Linked DNA regions of Xenopus tropicalis: region 1 is linked to region 2. Evidence: chromatin contacts called from public Hi-C data. All regions are on one chromosome and are shown on one strand. Each heading gives the region's core, a stretch centred on a gene start, on an enhancer-like site or on the middle of the called end of the contact. The rest is flanking DNA. Distances are from core to core; before and after follow the strand shown. Region 1 holds the start of pask (PAS domain-containing serine/threonine-protein kinase). Region 2 holds the start of dtymk (deoxythymidylate kinase).

The links. Hi-C and Micro-C count contacts between places; a contact is called where the count stands out from the background.
Region 1: a Hi-C map of neurula embryo shows a contact between it and region 2, with 2.2 times the contacts expected there. The contact joins the promoter of pask here to the promoter of dtymk in region 2. A contact is called at or near these places in 2 of 5 Hi-C or Micro-C datasets (brain and neurula embryo).

Annotation. Positions count from the first base shown.
Region 1 is chr5:125,952,549-125,957,180 of UCB_Xtro_10.0, forward strand. It overlaps pask (PAS domain-containing serine/threonine-protein kinase), which reads left to right and starts at 1,461. Exons shown (of 18, transcript XM_031902547.1): 1 at 1,461-1,529. The coding sequence starts at 1,514. ppp1r7 (protein phosphatase 1 regulatory subunit 7) reads right to left here and starts at 427. Exons shown (of 10, transcript NM_001006730.1): 1 at 379-427. The coding sequence starts at 421.
Region 2 is chr5:125,718,547-125,722,743 of UCB_Xtro_10.0, forward strand. dtymk (deoxythymidylate kinase) reads left to right here and starts at 1,777. Exons shown (of 5, transcript NM_001006833.1): 1 at 1,777-2,059; 2 at 2,936-3,044. The coding sequence starts at 1,930. ing5 (inhibitor of growth family member 5) reads right to left here and starts at 1,580. Exons shown (of 8, transcript NM_203536.1): 1 at 1,479-1,580. The coding sequence starts at 1,515.

The sequences.
Region 1 (4,632 bases), core at 211-2,710, 230 kb after region 2:
TCATGTGTCCCTGGCTCTCCCCCTAACCCCCCCCCCCCCCCCCCCGGTGTGTGTGACAGTGCCAGCCACTGATCGAGCCAAGGGGCCCCTCTGCGTTCCACCACATCCTACACATCGGCCCTTCCTGACATGCCCAGCGTTAACCCTTTCTTGGCTACAAGACACGGAGGAGAGAACTAGTCATACTTAGGACTCCTTCAGGGCTGTCACCCCGAGCTTAGGCAACCATTCCCTATTCACCTGAGATCCCCCGCCTCAGTCACCCCTACTTTGCCGAACATAACACTTACATGGCTAATATGGAAACGCAGTGCATGGTGTATTAGCCCATTAGGAACACTGAGAACACAAGGAGAGGAACAGTACTGGGAATCCTACCTTCCATCTCTTGCACTTCAGTCTCGCCTTCTTCATCCGCCATTATTTCTTCTTCCTCTACTTTCCGGAAGCATAAAGTAGAACCAATCAGTAGCGGCGAAAGGAAACGCCCAGCCAATCAGGGTAGGGTTGGAGACTCCGCATCCCTTGAGTAGGTGCGCTTGGGTTGCTAGGCTGTACGGCTATTCATAGAGCGCTGCCGCTGTACAACGTAGGTACATGCTGTGTTTGCTCTAGGAGACAGATTGCCCATCCTGTAACCTCATATACAATGTTTGATGTAAGTGAGCGTTTGACTAGTGCTTCCTGAGTGCTTCCATTACAGAGTCTCCAGGGGGTGGCTGGAGGTGATGGTTATAAAGGGTTATAAGATATTTATCTAACATTTACCAACACTGCAAACTTGCTCCTGGGCAGTAACCCATTGCTGCAAATCAAATTGTTGCTGTTATTGGTCTACCTGCAGCCAACTGAAAGAAAAAGCTAATCATTGAATGGTTGCTATGTGTTACTGTTCAGATGTAAATCTGCCCCATGTTGTTAAATGAGCCCCTGTGAGTATAATGGATGTATGTCTGATAGCCTTTAAGCAATATATATTTAATAATGCACCCTTTACTGTAAAATATAAGGATATTATAAATGTAGATTCAAGCTGCCAATTCAAGTTCTTCAGACTGATTCGGCAGCTTTTCTGCCCATATATGGTGATCCCTGATTGGCCTCCCCAACCAATATCTGGCAGAAAATTGGTCAGGTGTCAATCGAGCAGGTTTGATTTTTCCATCGGCTCACTGGTGCTGCCCTAGCTCTGATGGCTCCTTTACCTGTCCTTGTAATTCGATTCCATGACTATATAAAAGCACACATCCTAAAGCCTCTTGTTTTTTATATATGTTCCCCCTCAAGGGGGTGCTACATCAAAAGCAAGTATGTACAGTATAGCCTCCTCTCATCAGCGTATGTAACCACTTTTTGGCTGTAAAACAGATAATGACTATTAGCTGCATTTAATTCTAAAATTCCAGTGATTTTATGCAGGCATCAGTTCTAATTATCTATTCTCTCTTCTTTAGTTATCAGAAAAAGATTCTAAAACTGTTTTCCGAACTGGAGCCAGGCATTTACATCAAGTATGCTATCTATGGTTGGTAGGTGGTAATTATTGGCAAAAGGCCCATGCGCTAAAGCAGTGATCCCTAACCATTGGCCCGTGAGCAACATGTTGCTCCCAGTGGCCTCAAAGCAGGTGCTTATTTTTAAATTCCTGGCTTGGAGGCAAGTTTTGGTGGCATAAAACTCAGATGAACTGCCAAACAGAGCCTCATGTAGGCTTCCAGGCCAAATAGGGGCTACCAAATAGCCAATCGCAGGCCTTATTAAGCAACCCCTGGAACTTTTTCCATGCTTGTGTTGCTCCCCTACTTTTTTTTACATTTGAATGTAGCTCACAGGTAAAAAAGGTTGGGGACCTATGTCCTAAAGCATAATGAACCACAGAGACCTTATCCGCACACCCTAACACTCCAAAAAATTATTTTGTCTGGTGCACACTGCTAGAGGGATCGGCACCCTCCAAATACACTGTAGCAACAAAAAAAGCAAATGGCACTCAGGACTACAAACAAGGGTAAAACCCTTTTAAAAGTTTTATTGCGGAGGTGCAACGTTTCGGGGCAATGTGACGTTGCACCTCTGCAATAAAACTTTTAAAAGGGTTTTACCCTTGTTTGTAGTCCTGAGTGCCATTTGCTTTTTTTGTTGCTAAAGCATAATGAGGCAACTTTATGGATGTAAAACAAAAAGTATAAAAGGAAGAGGACCACAGATGAATGAAAATCTAATTGTAAATAGCCCAACACGTTTCATCCCACATGGGCCTTCACTATGGTGTAAAAGTGGCAGGTGGTCACATTGCTTTAATTCTGACTTTGTTCTTTAGTTGTATGTTATTGGTTTTGGAGACAGTTGCTATTCTTTGCACTGGTAGTTTTGACGTTTTAAACTTCGAAATGTTGCAGAAGCCAGTTAATTAACAGGCATGCCTTGGCTGGGTAGTGACAGGGGCGCTTCTGCCATTAGGCGAGTTGAGAAACTCGGGGCAGAAGCGCCCCAGTTACCAGGGGAGGCAAAAAGCCGCGGGGGGGGGGGGGGGCATCCAGGAGCCTGGGTAGTGAGCCGACTTCTGCTACCTTTCAAGATTCACGCAGAGCAGAAAGGGACCGACAAACCCTGCTTAAAACAAAAAAACCACAACGCATTAATCAGCCAGTAACTGTATTTGTCTATACGTATATCAGCCATGCAGCCGTGAGGGTGTAGCCCCAGCTATCCCGTCCCTGAAAATGTCCGAAGGTAGATACTGGGTACTGCAGTTCAACTCATAAGCAACGCGGACTGATAATCCACTCGGACACTCTCCTGGCAAATCAATATTGTGGAAACAAACAGCGTCCTTAGCAACTGCTGGCCCGCTCTTTTCTGGGTAACAGGAAGGCGTAAACGCCTCCAGACAACACGGATCTGAGGATGATTGGGTGTTATCCCCACCAGTCACGTAGATGCGGACACCGGATTGGTTGGTATGTTTAAACCTGTAGTCCCGCCTTTTCCGCTAAACTGGAGTCGAGCTCTGAGATGAATATGACATAAGCGCTGTGAAGCAGCTGGGGATGAGTGAGATGTAGCTTTGAGGAAGGAGGCTGTCTGTCATTGCTGGAGCCAGGGAGATGTAAGTATTGCACCAAGGGACTGAGCAGAGCTGGGCGCTATAGAGAAAGCTTTGTGCTGGACATGCTTGTGCTCTTTCTTACTGCGCTTTGTGTGAGATGAGGTTAAAAGAGCGCATGTGTCAGTCTGATACCCACAGAGATGCCTTACATAAGATATTTCATTTGTATGAGTGACAGGGAAATAGTGCTTTCCCATGTGTTATGTCAGGGTCCTATTTCTAACTATCTGCGTTGAGCTATAGATTTTGGGCTAAGACTGTCCGTGAATGGTGGCAATTCAGCATCACATGTTGGAGCTTTAGTCAAAAAAATAAACGTGTGGTCTTTAAAAAGCACTGGGGTTTATGTTATTGGGGCTACAGAGGCACCAGTGGTTCTTTTGTGTTAGTCACTTACATTTTGTTAATAGTCCTGTTTTTATTCAGTATTGTGTGTTCATGGATGTCAGTGGGAGAGGTGCTTGTGCTAGATTTACCAATGCGGATGCAGTCATTGCCTGCTTAATAAATTGTGCTCCTGTGCAGCGTATGGTGTTCCCTCTGCATCATGGGGGAGAATTTTGTCACTTCTGATTTGCTCTGTATTGATAAGAGCACTAGCGCTAAACCCATGTTAGTTGTGTGTGTTGGTGCAACTCACCTGGAATTATGGGCAACTGTTAATCCTAAGGTTCCTTCATGTCCGTAGACTTGTACTTATCCATCTTGCATGCTATTCATTATAAGAGGCTGAACTGGTGCATTTGTCCAAGCCACGAGGTGTTAAGGGGTGTGTATAGGCAGGTCTGTATTTAGGTCCATTGCTGGACCTCAGTCTGCCCCTTTCCTTGATGGTCCTTTTGTACTGCGCAGCTTATCTACCCACAGCACCATTGCCAGATTTAGCTGCAGACTTTTATTTTTACCCCAAAAGCTGCTGTCTTAGGCACGGGCCTTGGGTTTGGTACCTATATGTCAATTTTGACCCTGTGTATAGGTGCAAGTACCTTTGTGTGCAGTGTCAAACCATGCACAATTGTGCTTCTATTTTTATGCTTGAGTTTGTAATTGAGCTCTATAGGATATAATGGGGAAAACAAAACTGGTTCTGTTTTATTGTCACGGTGTATTTGCAGCCAATGACTGCGAAACACTAGTCTGTATGAACAGAGATGTGACAAGCACTATTAAATAATACTGGGAATGAGTTCTTGTAGTTACAGATGTGTATTACAGTAGCCACTCTGCGCAGGACGTGTGGGAGGACACTTGTTCAAGATCTGCATGCATCTAACTGTGCACCAGTGTATTAGTCATGATACATGTGCTACATTGCTCATGTGGCATCTAATCATTTTCTTGTGTTGTCAACAGGAATTAAGGTTTATAGCACATCATCATATTGCTGTCATTTAAAAAAAACAAAACAAAAAACATTATAGTTTTGGCATGTCACTTGTGAACTTTGTATGTTCTCTCCATGATTGTATGTGTTTCTTCCAACACTCCAAAAACTTAGAAGGGTTACTTGGCTGCTAATGAAA
Region 2 (4,197 bases), core at 527-3,026:
TGCCCCCATGGCTACACAGTAGTTTTGTTTATATAAACTATAGAAGTCTTTCTGAGGCAAACACACCAGTTGTACTAGTACAGGGCAACAGCGCATTATATTGTAACTACTTTTATACACTTTCAAATTTGGTGTTACTGTTCCTTTAAAACTGATAAGTTTCCTTCTGTTTTCAATATTAGCTATAACTGAAGCAGTTTGGTCTGGAATAGGGTAGGAAAGAACAAAAATCAACTTAGTTTTGTTGACCAAAATTTTTATATTACCAGCTCTAAACGTAAAGTGGCCCGGGGGTCAGAAACAAGTACGCCAGCGCTCGCTTTTTCAGGCCCACTGCTTTTCTTTCTGACCTCCCCCTGCAACTATCACACCTTTCCTCCTCCTGAAAATGTAACATTTAATGCTATTGCATAAAGGCAAACATGTTTATATGTTACAGTACTCCATGGCAAGGATATTTTGTACTTCCCCATTCTCAAAATGTAAATGAAGAAATTTAAAAACAAAATAAAAGAAATGGCACCTCCAGTCCATTTGCCAATTTTTGTCATTTCCAAGGTATTGTCCTGCCCCCACTGGTTTAGCAGGTAATGGAGAATACAAGGCTAACACCTTACATGCTTGTATCCTATTCAGGGCAATGGCACTTTGGGGCCAATGTTACATTATCACCTCAACAGGAAACAAAAAACTTGTAATTGCCCCTCTTATGCCATGAAAGGTAAGTGCCTGGACTCTGCACTGGTGGGCCACATGATGCCAGCTTTTTAATAACTAGTCAGTCAGTTGGTATCTCTGATACTAGTCAGTCAGTTGGTATCTCTGATACTAGTCAGTCAGTTGGTATCTCTGATACTAGTCAGTCAGTTGGTATCTCTGATACTAGTCAGTCAGTTGGTATCTCTGATACTAGTCAGTCAGTTGGTATCTCTGATACTAGTCAGTCAGTTGGTATCTCTGATACTAGTCAGTCAGTTGGTATCTCTGATACTAGTCAGTCAGTTGGTATCTCTGATACTAGTCAGTCAGTTGGTATCTCTGATACTAGTCAGTCAGTTGGTATCTCTGATACTAGACAGTCAGTTGGTATCTCTGATACTAGACAGTCAGTTGGTATCTCTGATACTAGACAGTCAGTTGGTATCTCTGATACTAGACAGTCAGTTGGTATCTCTGATACTAGACAGTCAGTTGGTATCTCTGATACACTGCAAGGTGGCGGCTACCCAAGCAACCATACCGCAACATAAACCTAAACATTTGTTGTCAATAAAGTTATTGTTGCGATATACGGAAAATGAGAAACCCAAAGCGCGCACGTTCTGCAACATGACGCAAAACCATGGCCTTTACGTGCGCGTCCCCGAGTTCGTGACGCAGTTTTAATTTTACGCTCGGGAACTTATCATTGCGCTTCTTCCCTATCATCCAAACCGCGCCGTACATTACCCACTCCTATCCCCCTAGTCAGTACTCACTATCCAGGTAGTGCTCTAGGTACATCGCCGTCGCCATGTTCCCGGACTCCGACCCTCTTCCTTCTCCAGCACCGTCCCGCTCAACTGCTAGTTGGATTATTCATGAGCGGCGCGCTTCCGGCGTGGCGGGTTGGCTATGTACCACATTCATATTGATGACTCACAGCTCCCCGCTCTAGAACGCTCCTAGCCTGGGCTCTTGTTTAGAACCGCCCACCTATGAAGCTCCGCTAGTCGCGATTGGATACCCCAGGGGAGGCAGTGAGATGTAATTGGTTTAGATCTCTATCAGGCAAATCTAATTTCGCTGTATAGAGTGGCGCCAATGCGTGGGTTTGTATTGGCTGCTAGGGTGCATAGAGGGCTGAGCTATGAACGCGCGCGAATTGTGAGGCGAATAAGCTGCATTTTACATTAATGTGTTTTGCCTGCGCGATATCCGGCATTTGACATGGCTGGCCTGCGAGGTGCTTTAATTGTGCTAGAAGGCGCAGACAGAGCCGGGAAGAGCACCCAGGCCCGACGGCTGGTCGAGGCACTGAAAGAGCGGGGTTACAAGACGGAGGGGCTGCGATTTCCAGGTGAGCGCTGGGGATGTGGCTCATCACGTGATGCGCAGCTCCGTTCCCTATTAGCAGCGAGAGAGATGCGCACAGAAGCTGCCCGTGTACCTGGGATATAGCTTACCCTTGCCTTTACTGCGCCCAGTTACAAACAAAACGTGAATAAAGGGCAGGAAATATTAATAAAGTACTTCATAAATTTCTTTTATGAAGTAGAATATTCTTTTGGTCAGTCATACCAACAGTGTCACAGACTATACCAGGCTCATGTATACTCACCGTATTGTAGGGTGCATAAAGCAATACAAAACATTGTGACAAGGGTATAAGCATGTTTGCGCTTCTCTCCTCCATATACATACCAGTACCACATATGCACAGTCTATACACACACAGCACCTGCTATAACTGGGCTATTTGGGAATCTTAGGTAGGCCCGGATCTGTGGGTTCTGGCAAATGCCATAGTCAGTCACTATTTATTGGGCTTCTTTATACTAGAAATGCCAGGGTCTGTGTTTAATCCCAGACCTGTAGACGGGTAAAGCTGGTAAATTTTTCCAGAAGCTATGCCTTTAGGGATTAGGCAGATTTGGGGATGTGTCAGTAGAGTTAATGATGCCTGGAACTAGCAGCTTATAGCAAGGACTATAGCTAGTGTGAGCTGGGTCTGCATTGTCCCCTCAACTCCAAGACCCTTGCGTCCCCCTCACCCCCATTCCTCATTCTTTTTGCCCCTCCTCAATTGTGGATCCACTTCTGTCACATTATCCTCCGTTATTCCACACACTACTTCTGTTGGTTTCATGGCATGGCCATTTTTATGTTGTATATTTCTGACTTGTGTAAAATGCTTCTGCCAATGGTTGCATAAAAATGTTGTTTGAATTCACAGAGAGAACAACTGAAATTGGACGACTGATTGGCTCCTATTTAGAGAAGAAGAGTAACCTTGAGGACCATACTATTCATCTGTTGTTTTCTGCCAACCGCTGGGAACAAGTGTAAGACTAAAACCCACAGAGGGTTCGGATCTTTGTTTGCAAACATTTTTATTTTAGATTTTATTTTAACTCTCAGAACATGTTCCTCTTCCACATTGTAAATCGGTTTGTAGGTGCACCTAAGGATGGTAACTAAAGGTGGCCATGCATAGGCTGAGTTTAGCTGCTGATATCAGTCCTTTAGACCGATTTGGCAGCTTATCTGCCCGTGTAGACTGCATCGGCTCATTGATGTGGGCATATCTGGAGAAGATCTGCTCGCTTGGCAACCTCACCAGTGTATGTCCACCTTAAGAATGCTGCTGATCTAGGCACTACAAAAGGAAAGTTACTATAAGATAACAGTGTATTGTAATTTACTTACATTTACTGTAATTCATTTAATAAATCAGATGGCAGTAAATGTAGGATTGCCCAAACAGGGGATGACTTAGTTGGCCAGCTTGGATATATTCCAATATATGGACAAACAATCCCTGTTTTGCTTAAAGGGGGGGGGCATTTTTGGTAGCTCAATGCACAGAATGTCTTAAAGGAACAGTAACACCAAAAAATAAAAGTAACTAAAATATAATGTGCTGCTGCCCTGCACTGGTAAAGTTGTGTGTTTACTTCAGAAAGTCTACTATAATTTATATAAATAAGCTGCTATGTAGCCATGGAGGCAGCCATTCAAAGGAGAAAAGGCACATAGCAGATAACAGATAAAACACTATTGTATTCTACAGAACTTATCTGTTATCTGCTATGTAACCTGTGCCTTTTTTCCAGCTTGAATGGCTGCCCCCGTGGCTACACAGCAGCTTATTATATAAATTATAGTAGTGTTACTGTAGCAAACACACCAGTTTTACCAGTGCAGGGCAACAGTGCATTATATTTTTATTACTTTAAAGCTCTTTCATTTTTTGGTGTTACTGTTCCTTTAATGTCCTCTATATATTGGTAATTGGTGAGTGCAGAGGACTTTTTTTGACTTTCCACTATTCTGTGAATGCACACTTGCCCTGGGGCCACAGACAAGAACAAAGAAGCTGAAGATCATAACCTGGTGCTCCTACAGAACAGGAGCACCAGTCCATGGTCCAAGGTAAGTGATTAAAATCACTGGGGGGGTGACTAACATTTGGAATGCCCTTCCCCCCCATGATTA